2 separate regions of the Mus musculus genome follow, and region 1 is linked to region 2. The links are chromatin contacts, called in public HiCAR-type maps. All regions are on one chromosome and are shown on one strand. Each heading gives the region's core, a stretch centred on a gene start, on an enhancer-like site or on the middle of the called end of the contact. The rest is flanking DNA. Distances are from core to core; before and after follow the strand shown.

Region 1 (6,836 bases), core at 2,215-4,714, 710 kb after region 2:
GAAGTCCTAAATCTTAATACAAAGGAGCATTTCAATGATTCCAATACAGTCTTTGCTTCTCTCTGAAACTTCAGATTGAGCCTTCATTGTCTTCATTACCCTTAGCATTCTAATCTTCCAAGATCTCACAACATAGTATATAAGTCCCTAAGCACCAGCTCAAAGTTACAAAATCCTCCACAAAACAAATAATCCAATGGCATTAAATAGCCACATGATGAGATTTATCACAGCAAAACCACCTCTAGTACCAAAATCTGGTCCAGTTTGCATTTCTATTGCTGTGATAAAATACTCTTGTGAGGAAAGAAAAAAAAAAAAAACTATGGGCAAGGGGGTGGTGGGGATATTATTTGGCTTATACTTGCAGCTCATAATCCATCATTATGAAAAATCAGAGCAAGAACTCAAACAGAAGCCATGGAAGTATGCTGTTTTCTAGCCTACTTACTGATTTGCTCACATAACTCTCTAATACAGTGTATATTGTTTGATGCCGTTATGATTTTATGAAAAGGATGCAGATAATTTTCCTGTGATCTGAAGATTCTGTATTCTCCAAATATACTCATTAAAAAGAACTATCTAGTACTATAAATTGTCAACTAATTAGTCCAAACTCAGTTAATGAGGACTATTGCTACAAGTTGAATAGGTTTTATTTAAGCTATTGTTTGTATTATGATAGCCTCTGTCTAAGTGTTTATCTTCAGGGAAACAAATTAAAATTCAGCATGATTAATGAAATGTTTGTGTTTTAGTTACTTTATTTGTTGCTATGATCAATTTATGACAACATGGGACCTAAAATGAATGAAGTATTTGTGATACCTTAGACTGAGAGAATATAGTTCACCATACTGGAGAAGGACCAGCAGAATGCATATAAAGTGGCTGGTCATATTGCATCCACAGCCCCAAAGCAGAGAGTAGACAAGAAGTAAAGCCAGAAGATAATATATCAAGGCTGGCCTACTTCTTCTAAGTATGCCTCACCCCTAAGGTTCCGTAACCTTCCCAAACATTGCCACCAGCTAGAGACCAAATGTTCAAACACTGCGGCCTATAGGGAACATCTTACATCTAAATCAAAGCAATTTATTAATGATACTACTAGACTACTACAAGAGAGACACATCCTTGTTGATTTAAATACAAGTTTGAAGTTGCTCAAAGGGATTTTGAGAGATTAGGAAAAGAAATCAAGCCAGCAATCTTAGCCAGCAATTGAGAATGAGTACAGGGTTTTAACATCTACTCTGGAAAGACTGGGCAACAGCTGCATAGATAATTGGAAAATGGAAGAAAGTTTGTCCAGAGGCATTACATCATCCTGGGAGATTCAATGAAAATGGGAAAATAATTGTTCATGTATGGTTCAGAGAACATACATTCATGTAGATGATGGTCCACACTGTGCTTCTATTGTATTGATCCATACAGAATTCCTCCTTCCAGAAATGCTGACCTATACCTAATCAGTGTGTGTGTGTGTGTGTGTGTGTGTGTGTGCTCCTGTGTACTAATATACATACAAAATACCTAGGAACATATGCATAGAATGCTTAATAGTAGTTAATAACAACGTCTTCTAGAGATCTGGGGGAGTAGAATTTTGGAAGCAGATGGTCTGTGGGAAAAGTATGGAACTTTATAATTTTTTTACAAGAAGAATGTATCACTTATATAATTGAGATTTAAAATCAATTTTCAATAAATGCATCCAAGTAGAAGCATGGGTTATAACTTCTCTTCTTGGCTTGTGGCAGATAGCACTGCAGAGTGTTTTGTCATGGCAAGCTTTTCTCTGTTCTCTTTCTGAAAATGACACTATGGAGTTGTGGGTTGTAAGTGTTCGTTTTCAACATGGAATGGTTATAAAATGTCAAAACCTTTCACTTCTCCTTTACGTTATTTAGCTCTAAAAATTTCCAGGTCCTAAAATAAGATAAACTTCTCTCCTGGGTTTATGTACCGTTGACATATTAAATGTACCACAGTCATTTGAGACTGTGTATCTAAAGGTGGATATCAAAACTGTGCTTGTGGTAATCATTTTTCTTCTCATACTATCGCAGAGCAATCCCAGGAAGTGTTCTTTCATGATTAAAGCAAATCACTGCCTGGGGAAAAAAAAATGCACCATTTTCAGTTAACTCCACTACCAGCAAGTGCCAAATGCATTTGAAGACAGAATGTTTCACACTAGGGAAAGGAAAGTGCAGTGCTAAAAAGCAGCCTTGAGATTACAGAGACAATCTACACACAGAGAGAGGGAGAAAAAGGGTGCGCAGAATATACATGTTTATTCAGGGCAAAACTACCACCAGTGTTCAGAGCTTAGCTTTATATGCGACACAATATGCCCCAGAGGATAGCTAAGACTCAAAGACAGAAGGAAAATATGCGTGGCTCCCAACTGTTGACACAAGCAGTTGGGCAACTGTATTAATCATTATCTAAAAGCCTTGCAGCATATTCTATTTCAATGGTTTTCCACTGTGGCAAGTATTATAATTCCTACCAGAAAACATAATTTGCACTTGAACTTCTGTGTGCTGGAGGCTTTATCAACACCTAGTTCAGTATTACTATCTCAGCAGTAAGAATCCCTGGCTAAGGAGACCGGAGAGCACACAGGTGCAAACTCCGGGTCCAGCTTCCGTTTAAGGAGAAATGGTAATGGCAGAAAGACTCTTCCTCTCTTCCCTGCCTAAATTTATTTCACTTCAATTATTGCTAAGCAAGCACATTCTTGATTATTGGAAGATCAGGGGAGAGAAGGAGAAACATCGTATCTGTTTTATAATTGTTTTATGGTTGTTACTAATTGTGACTCTAAAAAGTGACCTCTCCTTTGTATTCCCTGTTATTATAAGAGCATGCACTAATGCTGAAAGCAGAGTTAGGAAAGAAAATATTGAACTTACTATCATCTCGTTCTAGAACTTAAAAAGTCAATTAAGCTTATTAATAACTGTAGAAAGAATCTTGGCTCCCACCCACGTGTCCAATTCACATGTCATATAGTCAATGCACAAAAATGCTAAGAAAAGTGTTGTTTCTAGGTAGTATTAGGTATCTGGAAGTTTGAAAGTCACTGAGAACTGACCCCTCTCTCATATGCAGATTGTGAAGCAGCAGCTAAAACTACCAGCCTCTGAACACTAGTCAGAACAATGGGATCCCAAATGTACCTAGGGCTGTGGATGAAGATGTGACATCCTGAACTGCCTAAAAGATCTTAAGGTTGCTATTTAGCTTGAGTCTTTCTGGTAAAGAGCAGAGCTGTACAATTAAACCCCTGGAAGAGTTAATCCAAATGGTTTTCTGAGTCATATGGTCAGGAAAATACCCTGAGGGGAAGCTGTCTGTTCCAGAGACTTTATAAACAGTACAAAGCCTATGTAAATCAAAAGGTTGGTACAACCACTCTGGACTTTGTCTGCTCTAAACCTTAAGAGTCCCCGATTTTACATCATAATAAACTGCATAGGTCTGAGCCATCACAAGATTGGCAGAGTTAACAGTCCTTGTGAGGCAAGAAGGAAATCAGATTCAACATGACCCCGGAGCCAGTGTTGCTTCAAACTTCTAGAGTCTGGCCTCAGGCAGTCTATTTTAGGCGTATTTAAATAGAGTACAAATTGAAATACGTTTCCTGGTGCAACATAATTCCATGTGCACAAAGAGGCATCATTCCACTGGAACTGTTCACAAAGTCCATGTCACTTCTTTGAGAGTGGGTTCTATAGAGAGGCTACCTGAGTTATCTTAAGAGCCTAGGGGAGGATCTGGTATAGTCTCAGTCATACAGTTAGCACAGAGGTCTCCTAGGCTATTAACCATCTCTAGTTCTGTATGTGTGAGCCTGGAGAAAGCCCTAGCCATCCAGTTAGCACAGAGGTTACCTCGGCTATTAATCACCTCCATTCCCAGGCTTCTGGGCAGAAAACTGGATACACAATCTCTTTCTTTGAAGAGACAACCCCATGTATTTAACATTGCTGGTACCTCCACCACGTCCACTGTGCCTATCTGTGAATGCAAGGACCTTTGTGCTCCCACCTACCTTCTACACTGTTTCCTCTGAGTTATTTCCAGTTGGGAGCAAGATCCTCACAGCAGGTGGGAATTTCTTTTTTTCTTTCTTTCTTCTTTTTTTTTTTTTTTTTTTTGGTTTTTTGGTTTTTTGGGTTTTTTTTCTTCTCTTTTATTAGATATTTTCTTCATTTACATTTCAAATGCTATCCCCAAAGCCCCCTATGCCCTCCCCCTTCTCTGCTCCCCAACCCACTCACTCCAGCTTCCTGGTCCTGGCATTCCCCTGTACCAAGGCATATGATCTTCGCAAGACCAAGGGCCTCTCTTCCCATTGATGGCTGACTAGGCCATCCTCTGCTACATATGCAGCTAGAGACACAGCTCTGGAAGGTACTGGTTAGTTCATACTGTTGTTCCTCCTATAGAGTTGCAGACCCCTTTAGCTCTTTGGGTATTTTCCCTAGCTCCTTCATTAGGGGCCCTGTGTTCCATCCAATAGATGACTGTGAGCATCCACTTCTGTATTTGCCAGGCACTGGCATAGCCTCACAAGACAGAGCTAGTGTCTGGGTTTGATGGTTGTATATGGAATGGATCCCCAGGTAGAGCAGTCTCGTGATGGTCTTTCCTTCTGTCTCAGCTCTGAACTTTGTCTCTGTAACTCCTTTCATGAGTATTTTGTTCCCCATTCTAAGAAGGAGGGAAGTATCCATACTTTGGTCTTCCTTCTTCTTGAGTTTCATGAAATTCTTAGGCAAATGGATGGATCTGGAGGATATTATCCTGAATGAGCTAACCCAATCACAACAGAACACACATGATATGCACTCACTGATAAGTGGATATTAGCCTAGAAACTTAAAATATCCAAGGTGAGAATTTCTTAACTCATCCTTTCACCAGCTCTACAAAATTCAACACAGTGGATTTTAGGCTGATCTGCATAACTAAATACATTTACAGATGATTATTTCTAAGTATGAGGGATTGAAACCAGAGCTTTGCCCAACAGTCCATTTTTATACTAAAATTTCTCAGGATTGCCAAAGGGTTATACAGGAATCTTTACAAAGAAATAACAGACTGAAATTGAAATAAATGATTTAAGTTCAAAGAAGAAAAGGCAGAGATAACATTTCTATAATGAGTTCTTTGCTATGAAAGAAAAAAATAATAAAACCATTTATGGCTCCACATTGGTCCTTCAAAGTTGGAATTCTCCAAAGGTTTCCAACCACTTTTTCTATGGATCAACTTGCTCCTCATGGGCTGTTGTTTCTTGTGATATTAGTCAGAGATAACTCATGCATGTGATGATGTATGTGCTTGTGGGGGCAACATATGAATAAATAAATATTTTGGGAGTGTTGCTCATTTCATGTACAGATAGAGCTCTACATTTTACATTTTTCTTTAAAAAGGCATTTTGCCTAAAAATGTTACAACACAGTAAGGAAAAGAATGCATCGATGTTACTTTCTGGTTGATTTTGCTCTGAAATGCTGACCAGACTGATTTTTTAAGGAGACACTAATTTAAGCAGATACACATTAAAAGAATGTTTTAAACTGCCTTGCTTAGCTTTGACCCACCCACCACCTCCACAGCCATCTTCCTAAAGCGATTAACTTAAGAAATGGGTGATGGCGTAATACATTCTAAAAGAAAATGCTCATTCTCTTAAATAAGTAATTTCCATCTTATTTAACTAGTTTAAATGCAAATGATACATTTTATGTTTTCTTTCTAAGTCGTCTCTTAAAAATATGCATATTATTTTGCAGTGAAAATGTAAAAGCTATTTGAAAATATTAGCATATTCTAACATGACAAACTACCAAGACAGCCTCTACTGCTTTCTCAAAGGCACAACTGGGAAGGACAAGAGAAATTGGCCAGTCTAGCCTCATTCCTGGATGAAGGACATCAGCCCACTGCCCAATGGCAGAGCACTAACGCCAAGCCTGACATGTAGGGCTTTCTGCCACCTAGGGGGGATTTCAGCCAAAGCACCCTGCTAACCTTAGGAAGGAGCCGTTGCAACTGATGCTAATTCAGTTCCTTTTCCTAAAGCAACAACTACCTAGAACAAAAAAGAAGAGAAAGAACATGAAAGAGAGAGGAAAAAAACTCTGGGAAATAAGTCAACATTTAAATGGAGGTTTAAAGTGATTGTAAAAATAACTGATGGTCAGCCAAACATTGCACATGCTTTGTTTAGAATCTCATCTATACTCTGGGAAATCTTAACAGATACACAATCATGCCAGGCTTTGGTGGTGCATGCCTTTAATCCCACACCCAGGAGGCAGAGGCAGGCAGACCTCTGAGTTTGAGGCCAGCTTGGTCTACCCAGCAAGTTCTAGGACACTGGATGCTACAAGAAACCTTGTCTCCAAACAAACAAACAAAAACAAATAAACAAATAAACAACAAAAACAAAACCCAAATAAACAAAGAAGATATACATTTATGATAGTTTTATATATGCATGCTACCTGTTTAATATACTGAAAAAAAACTGCATAGATTCTCCTTAACTACGGTGACTTGGTGATTTTTTTTTGTCCTATACCCTTTTTTATTAAGGATTTTTGTCTTCATCTTTGAAACTGGTGAACAATACAAGTAACTTAAAGCATTGTGTCTTTCTGGGTGACATGGCAAAATTAATTGTGGAAGTTTGTAAAGACAGCAAGCACCTCACCAGCTCAAGGAGATATTTCCAAGGAACTCGGGACTCCCTTTTTGGGTTCCTGCTCTCAATGAAGAAAACAGAAAGTAGAAACTGG
Region 2 (6,911 bases), core at 1,816-4,315:
TGATGGATACAAAATCATGGAGAACGGTGGCCTTGTGCCAGGAGCCAGGGACTCAGGAGTATGGCAAAATGCTTACAGTTCCTTGCAGGGTTATCCCCTGCAGGGTACCCGGGGTTTCAAGCCTGTGCTAAACCAGGGACCAGAATACCTATCAAGGTCCTATGGGAATCAATCATACATGATAATCATCATATTAGTTATTCTTTAATATCAGTATCTTTGGTTCCTTTAAATATGTCATGTATTCTCTGTAATTTTCCTTATGGGTGTTTTTACACATCCTTTTCATTATATACAGCTCATAGTCATCCCTGTGGTTCGATGGTACTTCCTTTTTTAAAAAATTTATTTATTTATTTATTTATATTTTTGCACAAGTCTGGGAAAGCTTCACTATACTCACCTTCTCCTTCCCTCTGTATGTTGAGAATTTTAAATCTAGAAAAATTATGTTTTTAATAGCAGAAGTAATAAACTAATTCCATTCAGATGTGTTATGCTCAAAGATGAGAAATTATTTAAAAATTAGTCTCAAGGCTCTGCCTAGAGAATATCTGAAGTGAGATCCATGAAAATGCCATCTCTGTTGACAATTTCATCGTAGAAATTAGTATTTCCACACATAAACATGTTAATTATAAATTATAATCCTTAAAGAAATAACCTGTTAATACATTTTAAACTTTTCAGAAGCCTCCTACCTTATCCTCTTGAGTGGTGATGGTTGAGTTTTATAAATTCTATTGATTTTTTCCAGAACATTACTTTACAGGTGAAAGAGAAAAGAAGTCCTACATGCCTGTTTCTAGCTCTACATATTTGCTCTGTTTTTTTCAGTAATCACACCATCACTATTATCTCCTACCTCTGGTTAGCAATAGGTTTCTTATTTTAATAGGCAAAAGTCACTTTGTTTTTCTTATTGACAACTTATGCATTTAATAAAGATTCATAATTCTACTGGATATTTTTATGTCAGAAAGGAAAAAAGCTCAATTGAGAAAATATCTTCCTAAGATAGAATTGTAGGGCATTTTCTTAAATAATGATTGGTAGGGCAGAGCCAAGTCCATTATTAGTCATGCCACCCCTGGATTTATGGATCAGGGTTGTATAAGAAAGTAGGCTAGGAGGTGGGAGTATGTGAGTTGGGACCAGGGGAAGAGAAGAGGGGGTTTCGGAGTGGAAATTAGGAAAGGGGATAACATTTGAAATGTAAATAAAGAAAATATCTAATTTAAAAAAATAAATAAAACAAATGTAGGCTGAGCAGGTTGTGAGGATCAGTACCTGTTCATGGGCTTCTTATTAGTTCTTGTCATCTGATCATGCACTCGCCTTCTCTTACCCCACCCAAGTCTTTGCTTTAGTTTGTTAAGCGTACAGAATTGATTCATTTGGAAAACTTATCCCATCCACTGTTCCTCTTTCCCTTCACATCTCCTCTCACTATTTTTAGAGTGTTAGTGACAAGTCAGCTCAATAAGTAAGCCATAAACCAACAACTCATTTATGATTTTAACCATAAAGTCCACCTTTTAAAATGTTGACATTTATTTCCCAAGGAAATACAATTATGAGCCACAGTTTTACAAAATGTAAAAGAACACAACCAATTGTGCATTTAATAAGTCAGAATATTCCTAAAGAATTACCCCTAGATATTAATAGGAGTAATTTATCTTTGTCATCCATATATATATATATAGCCTTAATTTGTAATTTTAAAACTTTAATTATACTTGGATTTCTTGTACTCAAAACTAAAAGTCATTCACATTTTCATTTATATAAGTAGGCACTCACTGTAACAAGCATATACAATCTCTACAAGCATTTAAGAAAATAAATAAAACTTTCTACTTCTGGGCAGGCTTAAATATAAGTGTTTAAGAGAAAATCTGCAACTTTTTTATAACATACCTGTTTATGTATAAAATAATTTAAGTTAAATATACTATTTTTCTCATATTAATATCTATATTTAAAATATTTGGAAATAATAAGATTAATAAAAAGTAAAATCCAGACATTCAACTTATGAAAGTGGTTAAGTAAATACTGCATATAAAGCACTTTATTGAAAGCCTGGCATAAGAATATAAGAAGGTTTCCAATGGGGATATTATTCTCACATAAAGTTTTCACATGAGAATCATTATGCATTTCACTTTAAATTCATAATGATATAAAGCCAGCTTTATATTAATCAAAGTTTTGCTTCTGTACAGATGTGCTGTTACTTAATCAAGTATTAATGAGAATACATATTAGTCCTTCTTAGAAGGGGGAACAAAATACTCATGGGAGGAAATACGGAGACAAAGTATAGAGCAGAGACTGAAGGAAAGGCTACCCAGAGACTGCACCACCTGAAGATCCATCCCATATACATTTACCAAACCCAGAATTCGGTCGAGTCAGTTTGACAAGCTGAGAGGCTTGAAAGCTACTCACGAGGAAAAGGAGTTTCACAGAAACTCGCTCCTGGAGTCTGGCGTTCTCTCTAACCCATACATTAATTTTCCATTCCTGCGTTAGTCTAGTGTATGGATCCACGTGCTCTCTTCCAGTATTATCCTATTATAAGTGCCTTTTAAGATTGAATTCTGACATAGCTAAAGCCAGTGTTCCAACAGTCCTAGAACGTCCTTGAGCTAGACAGTGACATTCAGAATAGCCTCTGGTATTAAACTATCACTTAGAATAAAAGTCAAGTCGCTCCCATATACAGGAATTTACAATGGTTTAGGAAGTAGATCAGGCTGTGGTTTTAGAGTATTGCATTATTCATGAGATGGTTAGCTAGAATGGAACTCCCTAGTTAGAACCATGACTTGGGTGTGAAAGCCCTTGCCCTAAGAGAGTAAAGACCTCACACCTGGCTTCTAAGACTATAGCTGAGTTACACCCATACAAAGTATTTACAATGGCCTAAGGGGAAGGTGGACTATACAATAGACTAAAATAAGAACTATGGCAAGGGCACGAAGCCCTTGACCCTGGCTTCTAAGATTAAGTGGATCTTAGGTGGAGCCCTTGTTGACCCCAGTTGTTAACAATGAATTCTATCCCAGGTGGTTCCTATTAGAACTTCTGTGTTTGCATTCCTCTGTTTTATGTAAGAATCCAGTAACCTCTTTGTACCTTGCTGGTGTGTCACCCAACTTCCTTATTGTCTTCTGCATAAAAAGTTTGATGCTCGATTTGAAAATACATTCAGATACCACACAACCTCTCTTGTGTGCATCTGTCTGCCCACCCGAGACTAGAGACCCGTTGTTCCATGCAGACAAAGAGACCCAGAGGGTATGCAGCAGTGGATAGCAAGAAGTGCTTGCTGGAAGGAGCCTGATGTAGCTGTCTCCTGAGAGACTCTGCCAGAGCCTGACAAAGAGGCAGAAACTCTCAGCCAACCATCAGATTGATTACAGGGTCCTAGTGGAGGAGTTAGAGAAAGAACTGATGGAGCTGAAGGGGTTTGCAGCCTCATAGGAAGAACAACAATATCAAACAACCAGACCTCCCAGAGCTCCCAACCAAAGAGGACACATGGAGGGATCGATGGCTCTAGCGGCATATGTAGCAGAGGATGTCCCTGTTGGGCATCAATGGGAGGAGACCCTTAGTGCTCAGAAGTTTTCTATACTCCAGTGTAGGGGAATACCAGGGCGGGAGGGGTAGATGGAACAGCCTCATAGAAGCAAGGGGAGGTGATATGGAATAGAGGGTTTCCAGGGGGGAAACCGAGAAAGCAGATAACAATTGAAATGTAAATAAAATAAATATCCAATTAAAAATAATGTATCTGAATCTGAATAATTCAGTGCTTTTAAATATTGTTTGAAAATCCAGGGAAGATTTGGCTTCAAGTACAATGTGGCCTAAGAGTTCAAGCAGTGTCAGAACTTTGAATCTCTTCACCACATGGTGGAAGTCACAGAGCTCCAGACAGCTGAAGCGTTTATTCTATGACAAGCAAAACCAATCCAACGACATTCTTTTCTCCCGTTCTAACAAAGAAAACTGACGGTTGGCTGCAGGTTTCCTGCTAGCAATTGATGGTGGGTAGATTTGACATTTTGATTGACATGTATACCTAGCTGCATGCAATCGAAGGGGAGGGGGAAAAACAGTTCACAAGAGGAATAATACTTACACCAAAGCAGATGCTACTGATAATAGATGGTCAACGGTATTCTAACTAATGTTTCCTTTTATAGTATGCCTTAGTCATCAATATCACTACATTAAAAAATTAAGAGATTTTTCTGAGCTTCACTTTTATCATCCAATTATAACTACTTTAAATGAGAATCCTTGTGGAAGTCAGCATCATTCTCTGCCCTGTGTCATACTACATCATTACTTACTTAACAAAGATGAATTTATTGAAGAAACATTAACTGATCTCTAAGAAAATACAGTAATTTTCAAATTCACCCCTTTTCTAAGGTAATCTGAAATCCTTAAAAAAATACATTTAAAGCATATTTAACTTTTTTATAGTGCAGTCATGAATAAAGTCTTTCTGTTGTTGGCAATTAGAATGTAAAACAGATGGTGCACACATAATTGGGCAAAAAATATAATCTCTTTTAAATTATCATGTTGTCATTTGATTTTTGACAAAATATTCCAGTGATCACGAATATGTTTACTTTTTCTTTTTTACTTTATTTTTTTAATGTATTATCTTATTACCTACAGGTTTTATACACACACACACACACACATACCTGATACTTTTGTGTTTTTATGGGATGCCTGAATATGTGAATATAAGTGGGGCTACCTATAAACATCAAGTTCTAAAACGGTCTTCATTTATATACTGATTGAAAGGATTCCAGGGTATATTTTACAAGTTTCTATTTTTTAAAATTACAATAAAATGATTTGTAATCAATTTTATACCCAAAAGAGTGGATTTCATCCCTTATTTGCTTGGTTTTATAGAAATCATGGAGCACTGCTTAGGAAAAGGTCCTGCCAGATTTCCGATTTGCCAAAGAAAATTGCTATTTTCGGTTTAGTTGAAGAAACATTGGATTAATAATTAACATAATATTTTAATCAAATTCTATATCATGAAAAACTGAAATGTCTTCACAAGAAAAGAATATAGATAATATCTTGATCATTATTAAGAACAAGAATGGGTGGGGTTGCCCCTGCTCTGTCAACTGTAAGACGATAAAGAAAATTATATAAGCTTATGCAGCAGAATAAAATACAAGATAACATAATAATCCTTGTGGTTGCAGAGGAAAAACACACTGTAAAAAGTAGGCTTTATAGTTAAAATCAATAATAAGCTGTTGGTGAGTGGCTCAGTCATTGAGTGTCTGCTTTGAATGCTTGAACCCCTGTGTTTGACTCTTAGCACTCTTAAAACAGAAAGTGAGAAGAGATGTGAAGGTAAAGAGGAAGATAGGATGGGTTAAGTTGTACAAACGAATTAATTCTCTTTTATTAATAAACTGAAGCAAAGACTTGGGTGGGTAAGAGAAGGTCCGTGCATGATGAGATTTTACCAGACTTCAGAAAACATAAATTACCTGCAAATTAAAATACAAATAACCAAATTTATTTGATTAAAAGGAATTTACATAAATAATACTCCAAACTGTTTATCCACTTATATAATGTACAATTTAATTAATTACCTAGAAACAGACAAGGAAGATCAAAAAGAGGTAAATTTGGAGAGGACAAAAGATTGTTAAAATTTTGTATCAAAGTAAGTCCTGATTCGACCATGGTGATAAATGAGGAGAAAGCTATAGGTCTTGAGCAAAACAGAAATATGTCCCATTATCTCTATATTGAACTGGGCAGCAATTCACATACAGAAAATTTCAGATAGATTTATGGACAGAGGTATAGCAGCAGAAACTCTTTGGAAGATACATGAAACTAAGGGGTACGCCAGCATAAACCACAGTTACCTTTAAGAGGTGGGTTTCCTATCCACTAACAATGTTAAAATACGTTCAAATAATTCCCACCAATGTAAAAGTCACATGCCAACATAATGTATAAAGTCAAAATGAATAGCCCTCAATATGGCATAGTTTACCTACGTAGGTCTTAAATTCTAAACTAAGGAAAATAATGAAAGCTGATGTGGGGAAAATGAACCAATATAAACAATTCTATTAACACAGATTTTAAATTATGAATGAAATATAAAAACAAAAGTCCTCATTTTGACCTTTATATCTTATTTATTAACTTAAATGGAATGAATAATAACAGGAAACAGACATTTATATTATTAAAATTTCTTTTAAAAAGTACATACATTCAGTTTATAAAATCAGAATTTTGTTTATAAAGACCTTAAATTTAAATCAAGCGAGGAGAGAACCAAATAATAATATGGTAACCATTTTCAGTGGTTAAATTTCTTTGTTAACTCACTTGTTTGTACTTTCTGAGAGAATTAAGAATATAATCTGAATTCATGGCGTTGCCAGGGTTACAAACCTAACCCTATGTGAACAAAATGTATATATATATATATACATATATATACATATATATGAATATATAAGTAAATGTATATATAAATATTTATATTGTATATAGAAATTTTAGCCAATTTCAGAATATTTATAAAGTATATATTTATATTTGATAGTCTTTAGAAGTGAAAACTTTTCAAGTAGCTATAATATTACTTAGAATCACACAAAGCATTACTATTATTGCTATTGTTTCCAGGGAAAAATTCTGGAATCTATACATTGACAACAATAATATTATGCCCATAACTATTAATGAAAGCATTAAAAGATATTTGCACAACATTTCATTTAGATAAAATGAATTGTTGGCAGCATAATTTTGTCTCTCCTCTTGAAAAACTATTCAAATTTAATCAATAAACAATGAAAATGGTGTTA

The links. HiCAR-type assays count read pairs that join an accessible place to other places.
Region 1: a HiCAR-type map of embryonic stem cells shows a contact between it and region 2, with 10 times the contacts expected there. The contact joins two enhancer-like sites. A contact is called at or near these places in 1 of 484 Hi-C or Micro-C datasets (embryonic stem cells) and 1 of 115 datasets of contacts at active chromatin or transcription factors (embryonic stem cells).

The regions. Positions count from the first base shown.
Region 1 is chr12:43,917,132-43,923,967 of GRCm38.p6, forward strand. No RefSeq gene overlaps it. Among named protein-coding and RNA genes, the nearest start is that of Gm33384, 69 kb to the left of the region's middle. Within about 2 kb of position 3,465, at least 5 of the 459 cell types and tissues checked have an H3K27ac peak or open chromatin away from gene starts, as enhancers often do. A contact at or near this core is called in embryonic stem cells, where this site is marked.
Region 2 is chr12:43,209,261-43,216,171 of GRCm38.p6, forward strand. No RefSeq gene overlaps it. Among named protein-coding and RNA genes, the nearest start is that of Gm33340, 180 kb to the left of the region's middle. Within about 2 kb of position 3,066, at least 9 of the 459 cell types and tissues checked have an H3K27ac peak or open chromatin away from gene starts, as enhancers often do. A contact at or near this core is called in embryonic stem cells, where this site is marked.